Regions from separate parts of the Canis lupus genome. Here region 2 is linked to region 1. Evidence: chromatin contacts called from public Hi-C data. All regions are on one chromosome and are shown on one strand. The core of a region is the stretch at or near the end of the contact, and the rest is flanking DNA. Distances in the headings are between cores, read along the strand shown. Region 1 holds the start of PPIL1 (peptidyl-prolyl cis-trans isomerase-like 1). Region 2 overlaps TMEM217 (transmembrane protein 217).

Region 1 (6,288 bases), core at 2,171-4,670:
GACCCAGCATAGAGTCTGTTTAAAATTCTCTCCAAAAAAATAAATAAATAAAAAAAAAAAAATAAAAAAAAATAAAAAAAAAAATAAAATTCTCTCCAGGGACGCCTGAGCCTGAGTAGCTCAGGGGTTGAGCCTCTGTCTGCAGCAGGGGGGGGGGGGGGGGGGGGGGGGGGATCCCAGGTCCCAGGAATCAAGTCCCCATCTGACTCCCTGCAAGGGGCCTGCTTCTCCCTCTATTGTCTCTGTGTCTCTCAAGAATAAATTAATGAAATCTTTAAAAAAAAATCCTCTCTCTTCCTCTCTAAAAAATAAATAAAGCAACTTCCTTGAATCCCCATGCCCTGCTGCAGAACAATTTAGCACCATGGGTTAAGCAAGCAATGGAGTTGGGAAAAGCTGGATAATTCCTTGATCTTCCATCTCCTCTAGCCATGAGACACAACTTAATCTAACCTCAGAGTTTTCATTATTTTATGAAACGAGGATAACTCTGTTTCCAACACTGTCATTAATGGATTACAAGATGATAAATGTAAAGCATTTGTCCCGATACCCAAATTTAATATTTAATAATATAAGATGAAGTCCAGATTACTTAGCATGGCCCTTTCCAACCTGGTCACTGATTACCTGTTCAGTCTCATTTCCCATTCCTTCCACACACATTTCACTGCCATATCATTACACATCTTTTTGCTTTTGCACAAATAATTTCCTCTGCCTAAAAAGTCTAGCTCCCGTGCTTTTCCAATGAATGAACTCCTTATTTCAGCCGCGATGTTTGTCCTTGGAACCTTAAACACAACCCTTATCATTCGGTATTATACCTATTTCCATGTCTCCTCACACTAAATTGTTTCTTGTGTTAAAAAGAAAATCAAAGGCCCAAAATGGTGTCCCTTAGCTTCAGTCAGTTAACCAAGACTTACCACCTAACCTAACTGCACTTTCAAAATCCCCTAAAACTTTAACCAATCAACATGGAATTTCTGGTCAGCTCTAGAGAATTTACTGATAGAACTCCTCCCATTCAGAGTGACTTTGCCTTTTAAAAAAAAAAGGGTCTTGGGGATCCCTGGGTGGCTCAGCGGTTTCGCACCTGCCTTCAGCCCAGGGCCTGATCCTGGAGTCCTGGGATCGAGTCCCATGTTGGGCTCCCTGCATGGAGCCTGCTTCTCTCTCTCTCTCTCTCTATCATAAATAAATAAAAATAAATCTTAAAAAAAAAAGGGGGGTCTTTATTCTACACTCTTATTTTTTTAAAAGATTTTATTTGTTTTTAGAGAGAGAGAGTGAATGAGGGGAGGGGCAAAGGGAGAATCTCAACTGAGCACCTCCCACCCCCCACCCCCCCCAACTAGGGCTCCATCTCACAACCAAGATCATGATCTAAGCTGGAATCAAGAGTTGGATGCTTAACCAATTGAGGTACTCAGGCACCCCTCCACTTTTTTTTTTAAGATTTTATTTATTTGAGAAAGACAGAGAAAGAGAGATAGCAAGAATAGGGGGGAGAGGGAGAAGCAGGCTACCCTGACAGGAGGCTCAACCCCAGGACCCCAGGATAATAACTGTAGCTCAAGGCAGACACTTAACTAACTGAGCCACCCAAACGCCCCCCACCAACCTTTTAAAGATTGTATTCTTTATTTGAGAGAGACAGAGATAGCGATGGAGACCCTCTCTACTTTTAAAAACCTTTCCTTTCCTGTAGCCCTAGAAGCTCCCCTCTACTTGCTAGATGGAATGCTGCCGGATTCATGAATTGAATAAAGCCAACTGTATCTTTAAAACTTACTCATTTGAATTTTTGTTATTTAACACGTGAAAGCAAGAGATAAATGGAATACATAACAACAGAAAAAACTAAGAACAGACATGGAAATTCACCTCAGGGAAAGGAAACCTAATCAATGTCTACTAAACAAATGCATAGGAAGGCTCCAAAGCGATCGTTCATTCCCAAACTATTCATTTTACCTCTTATTGTTCTTATTCTTAAAAATACATCAGCCTAAGGAGGCTTTAGATGAAAACTAAATGGAAGGTTTAGGAACCTCCCATTTAGACAATCTCTATGCTGTTCTAGGGCAGCTGTAAGAGGAACAGGGATTCAAACCAGGTCTTGAAAACTGTTTTGGGGGATCCCTGGGTGGCTCAGTGGTTTGGCGCCTGCCTTCAGCCCAGGGTGTGATCCTGGAGACCCGGGGTTGACTCCCACGTCGGGCTCCCTGCATGGAGCCTGTTTGTCCCTCTGCCTGTGTCTCTGCCCCTCTCTCTGTCTCTCATGAATAAATAAATAAAATCTTTAAAGAAAAAAAAAAAAGAAAACTGTTTTGGTCAAAAGCAGAAAGGGCCTGACGGGCAACAAAGGTATGCAAGCTGGCCTATGTGAACTGCAGTCAAAACTTCGATGTAGAAAAATTGTATTTGGGTTGTTCTTTGCAGAGAAATTGTGATAAACTCAAATGCACAATTTTATTAAGGGACAAATGCTCATAGAGCATTCCACCAAGGGAACAACCAAATGAGCAACCTTATTAAAAAGTCGGAGTAATATGTATCTGGAAGTAGTTCCTATTACAAAGTGATGACTGACTAATGTACTCGCAAATACCAAGGCTATGCAGGCTCTTAAGCAGGAGGTGTGCCAGCAGGGTTAATGATCTTAAAACACTATGGAACACTAGACAGGCGATTTTTCTGTACTAAAAGGTGATAACGAACCGCTCAACCGGTCAAACCAACTTTCTGGAATTCTAGATGCTACGCTATTATGTACCAAGTCCACACTTAAAATGTTTCCTCAAAAAATAAAAAATAAAAGATAAATTTCCTCAATAGGAAAAGATATGGGGGGGGGGGCGGGGAATCTATTCTCAGTATACCAAAAAAATTAGAGATCCGTCAGCAAGGCAGGGACATCGAGACTTGGCTGGCGCCAGTCGTGTTTCGGACACTGCTGTGACCGGCCCCGCCGAGCCAAGGAAAGCAAAGCCGTCTTGAAGGAGCCGACCCTGGCGGGGGGCTGGGGAGGAGTCGCCGGGGGGCCGTCAGTCTGCGAAACACCCGCGGCTCAGATACGGGGCTTGCGCAGGGGCAAGCGGCTGCGCGAGGATGTCACAGACGGGCGCGGCGGTGAGGCTGTCACACGGCGGCCGCCCCCCTCCCGGCCTCGGGCCCCAGTCACTCACATGCGGGGCCCGCGCCCCCTCGGGCTCCTCCCGCCTCGGGGACTGCAGCCGCCGGGCGAGGAGGGTAAACCGACTTCCTGCTTCCGGGGGCGTAACCCGGAAGTAACTCCCGCGCCACAGCCGAGGCCGCGCGCCCTCGGGTAGGTCTTTCTTCGTGCCCCGCGCTGCCGTCAGCAGCAGAACCCGCGACAGCGGCCGGGCGAACTCCCGCGAGATCTGGAGGGCACGGGTTCTGGCTCCCCCTGGCGTCAGACTCTTCTGGTGGGGCGGGTCAGTCCGTGCCCGGCGGGGTCTGTCCTCTTCCCGTTGTGGGACGGGCGTCGCAGCCGCGCTGATGCGCTGAACAAGCGTGTGCTGAGCCCCGCACTACCTGCCGGGCCCGATGTTGGGCATTAAGGGGTGGGCGTGGGAGGGACGGGTAATGGAGGGCAGGCCCTTAAAGCCTCTGGGCGCTCTTAGTCTAACGGCAGCAAACTCAAAAGAACACACCACCGCCTACTCGTGAGTATTTATTGAGGCTTACTCTGTGCCAGATATCACCAAGCCCTTCATATTCGTGAAACCAATTCAACAACCTTATATAAAGAGTCCCTGTAGGGCCAAGGGCAGACCACCCCAAGATGGGGCACTTTAGCATGGGGATTATTTTGAACTAAAAGCAGTCAAAACCCAGCAGTTGTAGGAAAACTTCTACCTCCCCTTCAACTGCCTGCCTGTACCAGCAAGAGAACTATTAACACAGATTACTTTTTACCTAAGAAATTTACAGGGCCACCTTTGTTTTCCAAACATCTCTCACCTTCTGCTAACAGAAGGGGGCCTTTCTCTTCTTTGTATGCCCAGACCCTGCCCCTCTGCTAGCTCAGGTTGTCTCAGATAAGCCTCCTGTTGGCTGTCTTTGGAATTGTGAGAGTGTGTGTGTGTTCCCTGTATGTATGAACCTAAATTTGATTTTCTCCTATTAATCTGTCGCAGGTCCATTTGATGCTTTGTCCAGCTGGAAGAATCTTGAAAGTGCAGAGGAAATCCTTCCTTCATACCCCACAACATTTATCTCATACCAGCCAAACTGAGGTTTATGGAAAGGTTGACTTGCTCAGGATTACACAGAGTGGTGGGGTCATGATTTGAACCCAGGCTCCTTATTTTGCCCTGTCTTTAGTGCCATGATCATAACTGCTTTTTACTAGAGATCAGCCATCAAAATGCTATGGGGTTTAGACCAACAAAGCTAACTACAAAGGCAGTGTGATACTGATGCAGGGATAAGCAAACTAATTAAGCAGAACAGAGAGACCAAAATGAGAACCACACATATATAGACACTTGCTTTATGACAAAGAGGTACAACAGAGAAGCAAGGAAAGGATAATACTTTCAATAAATAGTTCTGATAAATAAATAAAGGGTTTTGGGTCAGTTGTATATCCTTATAGGAAAAAATGAAACTTGACTCCAACTTCACACCATATACCAAAATAAATTCTATGTGCATTATTGCTCTACATGAGAAAAATAAAGTAATACAACTTTAGAGCAGCTCTTGTCCAATGCCATTGCCATGCAAGTGATTACTAAATACCTAAATGTGGCTAGTCAGAATTGAGACATTCTGTAAAAGATAAGATTGATACAGTGAACCACATTAAAATTAGCTACCACCTCTGATCACTAAAAGACACAATTAAGAGAACCAAGAAGACAACCTACAGATTGAGAGAAACCAACAAAGAGCTTGTGTCCAGGATACATAAAGAACTCTACCAATAAGAAAAGACGGACTAAACAGCCAAATAGAAGAATGGGCAGAGGATTTGAACACAAAGATAATACCACAAAAGAGCATACCTAAATGGCAAACACATGTAAAAGAGTGTTCAACTTCACTAATGATTAGTTGTTTGGGAAAGGACTACTGAGATCTTATACAGGTTCCAAAATTGCTTCAATGGAAAAGACTAGTGACACTAAGTAAGTGTGGATGAGGAAGTGGAGTAACAGCAACTCACACAGAGCTGGTAGGAAATGTAAACTGCTATAGCCATTTAGGAAAACAGTCTGGTTAACTATGAAATTATAATATACATATAACCTAATCTCATACCAGGCCCAGCAATTCTACTTCTACGGATATACTCCAAAAAATTCACCTACAAGTGCACCAAGATACAAAATATTCATAGCAGCACTATTTGTCATAGACACAATCTGGAAAAATTCCAAATGCCCATTAAGAATAGATTGTATAGGGGTGCCTGAGTGACTCAGTCCATTGACTATCTAACTCTTTTTTTTTTTTTTATAAATTTTTATTTATTTATGATAGTCACACACAGAGAGAGAGAGAGAGAGAGAGAGAGGCAGAGACACAGGCAGAGGGAGAAGCAGGCTCCATGCACCGGGAGCCCGACATGGGATTCGATCTCGGGTCTCCAGGATCGCGCCCTGGGCCAAAGGCAGGCGCCAAACCGCTGCGCCACCCAGGGATCCCGACTATCTAACTCTTGATCTCATCCCAGGTGTTGATCTCAGGATCATGAATTCAGGCCCTGCATTGAGCTCCATGCTGGCATGGAGCCTCCTTTAAAAAGAAAAAAGAAAAGAAAGTCCTTGTAGTATATTCATGCAACAGAATACTACACGGCCACTGAATACAATACCATGGATATACCTTACAAACATAATGTTAAGCAAAAGAAGCCAGACGCACAAAAAGTACTATATGATTTCATTTATGTAAATTTCAAAAACAGAAGAACAATTAAGAAGTCATAAAGTGGTTTCTTTTGTGGGGAAAAGGGTCTGATTGGTAGGGAGAACTCTGGAGTTGGAAACATTTTTTTCTTGATTTAATGGTGGTTACACAGGTGGGTTTTTATTTTATAATAATTGAATTGTCATGGGATCTGTCCACCTTTCTGGATATATTCAAAATTTACATTTTTACTTTAAAAAAGGTACTCTGGGGGTGCCTGGATGGCTGAGTTCGTTAAGCATTTGCCTTTGGCTCAGGTCATGATCCCAGGGTCCTGGGATCAAGTCCCACATTGGGATCTCTACTTAGTGGGGAGTCTGCTTCTCCCTCTACCCCTCC
Region 2 (6,179 bases), core at 1,473-3,972, 300 kb before region 1:
CGACATCTACATGGACACAAAATCAGAGGTAATATCTTGGATCATGATCCAGAAGAAGTCTATCAGCATTGTCTTATCTACCATGACCATCCTGTTCAGCGTGTTCCTTCTCTATTGCATCCGCACGAACAACTACGTGGGGCTGCTGTGTTATGCTGTGTGGATCATCACCTATGAGCTCATCAACTTCTCCATGGTCATACTCATCAACGGGATCATCAAAGAGCAGTTCAAGGAGCTGAGTTACCTGAACTTGATCTTCCAAATCTCCCATATGCTTCTGCACTTCCTCTCCCTGCCTTTCATCTCTAAGCATATCTACTTCCTTTACAAGGACCCTAAGACTTTAAGTAAGATAGGCCGCCGCAGGCACTCCTCCATCTGTACGGTCGATTCATGGTCACCTGTTGGGATGGGAACATTGTACCGCAAGTTAAACTGAACTGTGCCAGGAAGAAGAGAAAGAGAGGGACCATGCTCCCGACGATAGCTCCCCTTCTTCCTGCCTGTTGATTCTGTTGGTTTTGCTTACCTTTTCAGGGTTCTTGAGTATTATTTACAACTATTCTTGGGGGAGGGTGGGTTGCATGGATCAATTATTGTGCATGTGTTTGTGACTTGTTTTAGCTTTTTATTATATACTGCCTTTGTTCTTGCTTAACCCTCTTACTGATGTATGCTATTACTTCTCATGATCCCCTCCTCTCTGCACGTCCCTAGTTTCTAATTTTTGAAACCTCATTTGAAGCCTCATTTTGAAGCCTCATTTTGCTCCTGCATTTAATTGCAGAAAGAATCTCTTTCCAGCTTCATGTATCACTCTGCTTCTCTCATACTTTTTGGAAAGCACTTCCTCCTATTGGTCCATAACATAGTAAGAAGAATCCTCATTTAAGAAAGCTCCAGGATTTTTTTCCGTTTTAGGACTATTGACATTTTGGACTGGAAAATTCTGTCCTGTATGGAGCTGTTCCCTGCATTAGAGGATGCAGCAGCATCTGTGACCTCTACCCACTAGATAGTATCCCCTCACACGTGTGACAACCAAAAATATCTGCAGGTGTTGCCAAATGTTCCCTGGGAGGACAAAATTGCCCCCAATTGAGAACCACTATTTTATTATATATTTCTTTATTTTTATTTTTTTAGTAATCTCTACACCCAATGTAGGGCTCAAACCCAGGACCCTGAGATCAAGAGTCACACGCTCTTCCAACTGAGTCATCCAGGTGCCCCAAGAATCACTATTTAGAGCAATACACTCCCAGTGTTGAGAGCTAGTATGCCACTACTGTTAACTAAAGGAGAGCATCTTTTACTGAGAGCTCTTTACATTCAGTACCAGTCATTTTAATTCTTTTTTTAAAGAATTTATCTATTTATTTATTCATGAGAGAGAGGGAGCGAGAGAGAGAAAGAGACAGGCAGAGGGAGAAGCAGGCTCCATACAAGGGAGCCCGACGTGGGACTCGATCCCTGATCTCCAGGATCACGCCCTGGGCTGAAGGCGGCGCTAAACCGCTGAGCCACCCAGGCTGCCCGAGTCATTTTATTTTATTTTATTTTATTTTTAAGATTTATTTATTTATTCATTCAGAGAGAGAGAGAGAGAGAGAGGCAGAGACAGAAGCAGAGGGAGAAGCAGGCTCCACGCAGGAAGCCCGATGTGGGACTCGATCCCGGGTCTCCAGGATCACACCCCGGGCTGCAGGCGGCGCTAAACCGCTGCGCCACCAGGGCTACCCTGCCCGAGTCATTTTAATTCTAATGCTCCCATTTTACGGCTTGATGAAACTGAGACTCAAGGCACTTAAGTGATGTGACTGAGGTCGCATGGTAGCAAAAGCAGGATTTGATTCTAGATCATCTGACTATATATATATATATACACAACATCTTGGTTCCCTGAAGCACTCTTATCTTTACCAAGATAAAAAAGAGGGACCTCCTTTTAGGATATTTCTTTTTCATTCCAAATATGTTGGAGGTGAAGCCAAGGGACACATTTATTTTAATCCCACTCCTCCAAACCACGAGCATAGTGACTGTAGCTCACTTTTACCAAACACATAGTAAGTGCCCGGTGCTATTCTAATAATTCACTCAATTCTTCCCACCGCCCTGCGAGTACCAGATTTGGACGCAGGCCAGTACCTAAAATGACCACCAGATGGCAGTCAGCAATAAGCTTTTGATTAGTGCTGTTTGCCTTCCCGACCAGATCCTCTAGGGGCGGCTGATGAGGGATTTAGGGAGCCTGGAGCTGATTGATGACTGAGGACTCATAGTGTGCGTCGCCGCCCGAGTCTCACAAGGCGTGCATTGTCTGGTACCAGAAACAAAAAATAAAACATGAGCTGACTTCTGACTCTAATCCCCCATCTCAGCTGGGGTGGCATGGTGGGGACCTGGCTGACTGGAGACCCATGTGCAGAAGAGGTGGAGAGGGACACAGAATCCCAAGAATCAGCTAAGAGTTACCTGATGCCAGGAAGCTTAAGAGGATCAGATAAAGGCTGTGCGCCCCTCTACACTAGGACTCCTCAAAGTGTGGCCTGTCGGCCTCCCCATCCCAGCTTCCCATTCTCTTGAGAACCCATTCCAGTCCACCAAGTCTGCTCTTGGTAAGGCGGTCTCCACACTGCCCAATCCTGAGCTCAGCTTTCTCCTGCCATGCTGCTCCATGGCTGTTGACCAACTAACTGATCCTTCCCTGACCTGCAAACAGCGCTCTCTCTTGGCCTGTAGGACTCAAAGGCCATCCCTCTGCATTCGCCACCTGCCTTGTTGGCCCTCCTCATCTCCCTGACATCCAGACATCAGAAGTGCTCCCTGTCATCCCACTGATCTCCTTCCTAACTGCTCTCCTCCCTCCCTCTGCTCCAGCCACACTGGCCTCCTTGCAGTTCCTCCTCCACACCCAGTATATGCCAGCCCTGGGGCCTTTGCACGCGTTGTTTCTTTAGCCTGGAATGGTCTCACTCCAGGTATCCACTGGCTTCCTCTCGTTTCCTTCAGATGTCTGCTCAAAAGTCACTGGAGAGGCTTTTCCTACCAATTTATGTGAACCCAACCCCTCCCCATGCCCTCCCTCTGTAACCCACTTAGCCTGCTTTATTTTTTTTTCATAACGCATATCACCTGACTTACTCCATACAATTATTACCTCCTCTACCCCCCAAAATACGAGCACCATATTTTCTTTATTGCTGTCTTCCCAGCAGCTAGAACAATACCCGGCACATAGCATGTGCTTGATAAATATTTGTGGAATGAATAGACACAGACTCTCCACAGAATAGAATGAAGGACTGTTGACTGTTTTCCACCAGGTGGTTATGGTACACAGACTGGTGAGGGCCAATGTCTTTCTGCTCTTCAGCCTCCCTTCCTTCTCCCTTCTTCTCTTACTCACTTCTGAAGTCAGCAGATCATTACAGGTGGAAATATTCACAAGGGGTACAATTTCAGCTTCCTTGTCCCTCCCTCCCTTCCTTAACTCTCTTTCCCTGCACCAGCTGCTGACACTAGACATACCACCTCGTTTCCTGGCTCCACCTCATCAAGCTTAAAACCAACCTTTCGAAGAGTGCAGGTGCCCCCGAGAAGGGCATATTCCCAGAGCTGTCACCACCTAACCCTCCCCTCCAGCCCCATGAAGGTCTCTGCCCTTCCGGCCTCCCTTGCTTCACTAGGTTTGCTGAGTGTCTACTGTGTAGCAGGGCCTGAGCCTGAGGAATATCCTAGAAAGTAAGACACAGCCTGCATTTCAAGAAGTGCCCAGCCTAGGGAGGGCTGAGTCACTCAGGGCCATTGGGCCCATATGATGGGTGCTGAGGGAAGCACTGGGGGCCATAGGAGGAGTCTCTTGGAGATTGGAGAGCAGGGAAGTCTTCCTGGAGGAGGAGACCTGTACACTGTAGCTGGAAGAGGCCCGAGAAGGGAGGAGAGAAAACAGAGAGGTGACAGCCTGAGAAGGTGCAGATACCCCTGGAGTTACCTCGGGGTGAAGGAAGAAGATCTGTGTGGGGGATGATAGTGTCAAGAGGAAGCAAGCAGACACGTACTTCCCCAGAGAGAAGAGGGTCTCCCCTTTTCCCACGGTCTCTGCTGGCTGCTCCCGGAAGGTGTTTGCTCTTCAGCACACAACCACGAAATATTTCTGGTCATCTTTCCCACCTCACTGCTGTCACCTGTACTTCCCAGTTTCCCCTAGCAGCCGAGTCTTTGGGGGGACAGAATTCGTTCTTGTTTACTTCTCCCTGCTGGTTTTAAGATGTGTCAAATGTTCCCATCTATTTTACTTCTTTTTTTCCCCAGGGCTTAGGTATCCATTCCCCCTGCTTCTTTTCCCCAAAAAATGCCCACATCAATTACTAATATCCTCAGCCCTTAAAGCCCCCCCCCTTTTTTTTAAGATTTTATTTATTTATTTGAGAGAGAGAGCACAAGAAGGGGGAGAGGCAGAGGCAGATACAGAGGGAGAAGCAGACTCCTTGCTAAGCAGGGAGCCTGATGTGGGGCTTGATCCCAGGACCCCAGGATTATGACCTGAGCCAAAGGCAGACACTTAACTGACTGAGCCCTCCCAGGTGCCGCTCGAAGCCCCTCTCTTTCCCTTTCTTTGGTCTCTCTCCACCATCAGTCTCTACATATGGTCTGATGCTTTGCTGTTTTTTTTAATCCATTTGCCCACCTGATAAAAGGTTAATGAAGGCCTCTGACGCCAGCCCCTGACTCTCAAGACAGCCTTTCACACAGGTTAGTTGCTCAGTGAGTGAGTGAAAAGAACCCTCCTAGGCTTGTTTTCCCATCCCTTCCATCCCCTCATCTGTTGTTAGTAAAATAGCAACTTTAAATGCTTAAATTTGGGGTGCCTGGCTGGCTCAGTCAGGGGAGCCTGTGACTCTTGATCTCAGGGTCATGAGTTCAAGCCCCACATGGGGTATGGAGATTACTTAAATGAATAAAACTTTTTTTTAAAAAAATGCTTACATTTCTTTTTCTAAATGAATTATGAATTTCTTCCCTGGACATAGGCTTTACAAATGCCTTCTGACCATATTAATCTTGTTGCACAAAGGCTTTCTAAGCATGTGTTTGTGCATGTGACTATGTGTGTTTGTGTATCTGTGTGTACATGCATATTTCTGCATCTGTATGACATGTTTGTGTGATTGTGGATATGTAAAAATCTGAGTCAAACAATTATCTGATGATTGTCAGAAATAACTTACTTTTTTTTTTTTTTTTTTTGGAGGGGGATGAGAGGGCAGAGAAAGAAGGAGACAGAGAATCTTAAGCAGACTCCACCCCCAGTGTGGAGCCCATGGAGAGGGGGATGATCTCACAACCCTGAGATCATGACTTGAGCCAAAATCAAGATTCAGCTGCTTCCTGTTGGTTAAGTGTCTGCCTTTGGCTCGGATCATGATCTCAGGGTCCTGGGATCTAGCTCCCTGTTGGGCTCCTTGCTCAGTGGGGAGCTTGCTTCTCTCTCTCCCCCTGCCCCTCCCCCTGCTTGTGCTCTCTCTCTTCTTTCCCAAATAAATAAATAAAATCTTAAAAAAAAAAAAAGTCAGCCGCTTATTGACTTAACTGACTAAGCTAGCCAGGCGCCCCAGAAATGACTTACATGTTAAAGATATAAAAAGGTTTGGGGCACCTGGCTGGCGAAGTTGATGGAGTGTGCGACTCTTGATCTTGGGATTGTGAGTTCAAGCCCCAAGCTGGGTGTAGATATTACTTTAAAAAATAAAACATAGGGATCCCTGGGTGGCGCAGCGGTTTAGCGCCTGCCTTTGGCCCAGGGCGCGATCCTGGAGACCCGGGATCGAATCCCATGTCGGGCTCCCTGCATGGAGCCTGCTTCACCCTCTGCCTATGTCTCTGCCTCTCTCTCTCTCACTGTGTGCCTATCATAAATAAATAAAAATTAAAAAATAAATTAGTATAATATAATAAAGATATAAAAAGGTCAAAAAATGCCAGGCTTTATTCTTTTCCAAAGTTTGCTTCTACCTACCATGGCTGTCTTTCCTCTTCAAAAATACATCCCAAAAGGGCCAACACTAGAAGACATCTTTTTTTTGAGCCATCCAGGTGGCCCTAGTTGAGATGGTTTTTTAAAGCATTCTTTGTACAATAACCACCCTCCTTCCTCACCTTTGGACATCATG

Evidence for each region. A called contact is a pair of places that touch in the nucleus more often than the background predicts.
Region 2: a contact with region 1 is called in a Hi-C map of blood, with 1.8 times the contacts expected there. The contact joins the enhancer-like site here to the promoter of PPIL1 in region 1. A contact is called at or near these places in 2 of 9 Hi-C or Micro-C datasets (both in blood).

The regions. Positions count from the first base shown.
Region 1 is chr12:6,120,924-6,127,211 of UU_Cfam_GSD_1.0, reverse strand. It overlaps PPIL1 (peptidyl-prolyl cis-trans isomerase-like 1), which reads left to right and starts at 3,420. Exons shown (of 6, transcript XM_038553902.1): 1 at 3,420-3,695; 2 at 4,170-5,165. C12H6orf89 (bombesin receptor-activated protein C6orf89 homolog) reads right to left here and starts at 3,346. Exons shown (of 9, transcript XM_038553899.1): 1 at 3,195-3,346. The coding sequence starts at 3,196.
Region 2 is chr12:6,420,009-6,426,187 of UU_Cfam_GSD_1.0, reverse strand. TMEM217 (transmembrane protein 217) reads left to right here. Exons shown (of 2, transcript XM_038553914.1): 2 at 1-1,453. The coding sequence ends at 442. Among named protein-coding and RNA genes, the nearest start is that of PIM1, 28 kb to the right of the region's middle. Within about 2 kb of position 2,722, at least 4 of the 20 cell types and tissues checked have an H3K27ac peak or open chromatin away from gene starts, as enhancers often do. A contact at or near this core is called in blood, where this site is marked.